Regions from separate parts of the Juglans regia genome. Here region 1 is linked to region 2. Evidence: chromatin contacts called from public Hi-C data. All regions are on one chromosome and are shown on one strand. Each heading gives the region's core, a stretch centred on a gene start, on an enhancer-like site or on the middle of the called end of the contact. The rest is flanking DNA. Distances are from core to core; before and after follow the strand shown. Region 1 has its middle 15 kb from the start of LOC108989128. Region 2 holds the start of LOC108985807.

Region 1 (2,700 bases), core at 124-2,623, 46 kb before region 2:
ATTTTTTAAAAACTAACACAAGATTTCGAATTCAACTACGAGCTGCGACAATCATTGCATCCCACGGTGGGATTCCCACCCATTTTCTTATCTACCCAGCCCTGCCAATCCAGCATATCAATATATAAATTATTATATTTTTAAATCTGTGTACAGCATATAACCTGTCTTATTTAAATAATAAAATTTAATTTTTAAAATTTATCTTTTAAATTAAATTAATATAATATAAAAACCTAAAAATAACCGTATTTACCTTGACCATTTACCATGTGCGTAGACTAGGTGAATTTGGATGTTGAAGTGAGTTGAGTTGAGTTGCGTTGAGTTGAGATGATAAAATATTATTAGAATATTATTTTTTAATATTATTATTATTTTGAGATTTGAAAAAGTTAAATTGTTTATTATATTTTGTGTTGGAATTTTAAAAAGTTATAATGATGAGTTGAGATAAATTGAGAGTAGTTTATGTTCCAAACGCACTCTAAGGCTTCGTTTGAAAGTTGGGTTCATCTCAACTCATCATTATAATTTTTTTAAATTTCAATATAAAATATAATAAACAACTTAACTTTTTCAAATCTCAAAATAATAATGATAATAAATAATAATATTCTAATAATATTTTATCATTTTAACTCAACTCAACTCACTTCAAAATCCAAACCACCCTAAGATGACAAGGTCGACTTGGCAGTACATACGTACTCTAGCTATTAAGTTCTCATTTGTTTTATGAGATGAAATAAATTAAAATTAAAAATTAAATAAAATATTATTAAAATATATATTTTAAATATTATTATTTTAATATTTAAAAAATTAAATTATTTATTTTATTTTATATAAAAATTTAATAAAATTATAATAATTATATAAAATGAGAAGAAATATATTATAAAAATAAACGAGATCTAAGTATTATACCTACATGTGCCGTGCATGTATATGTACGTATGTATTGTGTATGTATCCTTTGAAGGATTAACAAGCCAGGTTGGTCATGTACTGATCATGGATTAAACTTTGAAGCAACAGAGCTTTCTTTAGCTTAGATTTTTTGGTCACAACAAAGTGATATAACATGTCGATGTTATAATATTATTTGTTTTTATTGCGAACGGTAGCTTCTAATAAATAATCGGCAATATGATTGATATCTTAATTAATAATACGTACACGTGACTTGATAATTGACTTAGCATATACTATATAGTAGTACATTTTTTTTAGCTAAATTCTTTTTTTTGAGCATATAGTAGGACATTTTATTATTGCGTACATATAATATATATATATATATATACACGTCATTCTTATGAATTTTGCACGTTATTAATCATTTACCAAATATGCCATCATCATGCTGCATCAGTGCATCTTGTCGGCCTTTCAAACTTGAATAGGACTTTCATCAAACTTCTATTTTCTTTCAGCTTACGTCATATATATATATATATATATATATATATAAATAAGAGTTAATTTGTACCATCCGCTGTCCAAGTGCTTCAGATATTTATATCAAGCACCATCATCCTATTTATGCCAGAGTTTCAACCAACCTTTTCTCTTTTCAAATCTCCAACAATCATATTCATCCGTTTAGATACAAGATTAATTTGAATTTAGAGATAAATTGAGATGATTTATAAATAGTAAAATAAAAATTAAATTATTTATTATATTTTACATAAAAATTTAAGAAAATTATTTTAAAATTTAAAAAAATTAAATTATTTATTATATTTTATATAAATTTGATAAAATTATAATAATGTGATGAGTTGAGGTAGATTTTGAATTCAAACGAGGTAAAGTCACCTCACTGTGTCATTCTATCTCATCTAATTTAATTATTACAATTTCTTCAAATTTTTACACAAAATATAATAAACGATTCAACTTTTTTAAATTTTAAAACAATAATAATATTACAAAATAATATTTAAATAATATTTTTTACAACTTATATCTTAATTCATCTCATCTAAACTCACTATCCAAACCTCACCTGAATCATGTATGATAGTATGTGTTCTACAATATTGATTTTCTTTTTTAGAAAAAAAAAAAAAAGAAAAAAACAGATTTTACCAATTAAACAGTATATATACACTACTTGTCCGAACAACTTCAATTCTTTCTCAATATTTTTAATTATAAGTCTCAATGCTCTAACAGACTAACTCCCACATTTGCTATAGACCAAATTAAAGTCGTAAATTAATGAACGTAATTGTTCATAAACAAGTCATGAACTTGATTTATTTCATGAATGAATTGTTGGTAAACGTTAATTTTGATTGATATGTTAAATGATTAAAAACTTGTATGAACTTCGTTTGGATCATCAATTTAGCTAGCATAAAGTCCTTTTGTATAAGCTTGAATATTGAGACTCAAGCTCAACTCAAAATCTTTCTGCCTTTCCATTTAAATAGAGTTATTTAATTACTACTATAATTGAATTCTATTTCATATTTATATAATAAATTGCTAAAAGAGATCACTTTTTCTCCCCTCTCTGCATGAAAGAGCGCCGGGCAAGAAAAAATTGACGAAAGGCAGCCGGGGGGAAAAAAAGAATCGAAAAAGTAGTGAAGTTTACGGTAGTGGACATGCCACGAAAAGGAAATATCCTACTTTCATATATATATATATATATATATATATATATATTTCTTTTTCCATATT
Region 2 (2,700 bases), core at 5-2,504:
CCCATTGAGGACCACATCCATATGACAGCTCCCCCCTTAAAAAAAACCACATCCATATATAACCCAATCCACCAAAAATCACTGAAAACGACACAGAAATTCCAAAATCCAGGTCACCCCATCCATTGCCATGGGCACTTTATTCTCTCTTACTTTGGTAGTTGTCTTTGTTGTTGTTTTTGCTGATGCTGATGCTGTTTTCGATTTTACCTTCACATTTAGCAAAACTAATTAAAATTTGCAGCACTCAATATGAGATTAATGCAATTGATAGGGAGAAGGAGAGGTTTTCAGATAACCAGGACCAGACTCCATTGAGAATTACCTCCATATGATCCCCCCCACACCACCCCCCCCACCCCCCGGTGGCGCCACGAAAAACCCAGTTCATTGCAAATTACACAAATTGATTTAGAAAACCAAACCTATATAACCAAATCCACCAAAAATCGTTAAAAAACGAGTCAAACGACCCCGAAACTTCAAAATCCAAATCCTCCCCGTCCACTGCAAATTCAAAGGCATAAAGACCACATACAAATAAATTCCTTAACCCGACATACCCAGATGGCACAATTGAGAAACAACATCATTGTCCGCTAGACAGAACACAATCAAACAAATCTCGATCACAAAAAGCAATGAACTTTCAAAATGGGTACCTCAGTTTTTACAGCTGTAGTCACAGATTTCTGCTTTGAATCAACAGGCTGCTTGTTTGAGCTCTCAATCTTCTTCTTGTTGGCAGAAGAAGAATCAACCTTTGCTTTCGAAGAACCATCTTGATGGCTCGGCTTCACCCTCACCACACTGCTTTTTGTTACTGTGGCCATTGATATTGAAATTAGGTAAAGCTTAGCTATTGATCTGATAATTCCTTCCTTTTTCTTCTTCTAATTGCTTAGTCCTCTCATCAATTCATCAGCTTTCTATTGTCTCCCCGACTCCCTGGAATAATCTCTATCTAACTCGGGAAAAATCAATCAGTACTTACATATACAGTTAATTAAAAAAATAGAAGAAGATAGAGATAGAAAATAGGAAAAGTGTCAGACTTGCTGGGTTTTTGTTTCTGCTTTTGTTTTTCCCCTCAGCTGTCAGATTTGCTGGTCGAGGCTGTTTCACTGCTTTGTAAGGTTTTCCGAGTTTTCGACGGATTAAAAGAGGAAAGGTTTGCTACGTTGTACCGTGTAGCTGTAGGCGTTGATCAGTTGTGAAAGCCCTGTTTTGTCCTCCTGATACACAAAGTTGAAGTCCAAGTCCAATAATGGAGCAATATTGACGGTCAGAATAGAGAGCAGGACCATCTTAGCATGAAGATGCCCGCTTCTTACCTTTTTTCTAACAGTAAAATATTGTGTTTTACATGAGACACCGACTTTCACGTGAACGGTAGTTGGGACTTGGGAACAACCATGAAGACTTTTACCGTCACTCTTTAACGGTTTTAACGGAGTATTCTTACCCGACAATGATACTTCCAACTGGTTAGCTACCCGTTCACAATTAAGACAATAAAATTATTTTATAAAATTATAAAATATTTTTTACATCACATTTTTATTAATTTTTTAAATATTTTATTATTTTTAGTTATAAATTAGTTGTAAACAAGTCTAACCCTATCATTATTTTTAGTTATTCTTCTTCTCATCAACTATTATTTACCATCCCACATCCTCCACCTTATAAAAAAACTGTAGATGTAGAGTGTGAGAGTGAATGATAGCTGATAAATAGAATTCCTCTTAGCTACATAGCATTACTCTGGGAAAATAAATTTATTAGAAATGTGAAATGTTCAAAGGAAACTTGAAAGAACTAAAAAATTACCACCGAATTTTCTGCCGTTCGACAAAGGAGAGAAGCAGTACTGATAAGTGAGAAAGGTATATATTCAGCAAATTGACTTTGTTGTTCTAAGATATATACATCGACGAATTTACTAACTGTTCTTGCACCAAAACCACCCTCCTTTTCCTTAATATTCTACTTTTCCCAGCACGGGTTCTCTGAATCCAACAACAAAAACACAGTATGTATATCTCTGCAATGTTTCTTTGTCATCTGAGGCTTATTAGATGAAGTCTGTTGTACCAAACAGAGTGGAGAACCAGATGAAAGATATCATACTTCTCAGGCTTGGCATGCCAAAGAAAATGTTTTTGTACCTTTTTCACCCCCATTTGCATCTCGAGATACCTCTTCTCTGGGATCGAAAGGAGTATACTCTTCAAATTCGGAATATCCTTCTCCAAGATAAAAACAGCAAAAGAATCCCAGTTCAAAACTTCAAAAAATGGGGGCACAAAATTGTCAGATATAATCACAGGGACACACTCATAAAATATGGCCTCTACGACGCGTGGGCTGTTGACTTCATAACCTTTTGCACATATACAATACTTGCTGTTCTTCATATGACGGATATAGTTCTTATTGCCCTTGGACTTGGGCATTCGACCAAAGATTTTCATGTCAGGATCTTTGTTTTCCCAGTGCTGTAATAGAATTGGCCGCACGTATCCATGCATGCTTCCTGCAAAGAAAGCAAGAATTGACCTCTGGGAAGGAGGTTTGCCTCCAAGATCCCGGAGTGGACTCCGAAACGAGCGTACTAATGTTTCTGGAAGAGACACATCCTTCCCTAAAACAAAACCTCCTTTGACATCAGCATTGCAGAGAGCTCTTATGCAATTA

The links. Hi-C and Micro-C count contacts between places; a contact is called where the count stands out from the background.
Region 1: a Hi-C map of leaf shows a contact between it and region 2, with 5 times the contacts expected there. The contact joins the enhancer-like site here to the promoter of LOC108985807 in region 2. A contact is called at or near these places in 2 of 3 Hi-C or Micro-C datasets (both in leaf).

What each region holds. Positions count from the first base shown.
Region 1 is chr8:2,643,189-2,645,888 of Walnut 2.0, reverse strand. No RefSeq gene overlaps it. Among protein-coding and RNA genes, the nearest start is that of LOC108989128, 15 kb to the right of the region's middle. Within about 2 kb of position 1,373, the one cell type or tissue checked has open chromatin away from gene starts, as enhancers often do. A contact at or near this core is called in leaf, where this site is marked.
Region 2 is chr8:2,597,123-2,599,822 of Walnut 2.0, reverse strand. It overlaps LOC108985807, which reads right to left and starts at 1,254. Exons shown (of 6, transcript XM_035693104.1): 1 at 1,056-1,254; 2 at 663-960; 3 at 154-210. The coding sequence starts at 833. LOC108985806 (probable glycosyltransferase At5g03795) reads right to left here. Exons shown (of 5, transcript XM_018958237.2): 5 at 1,743-2,700. The coding sequence ends at 2,064.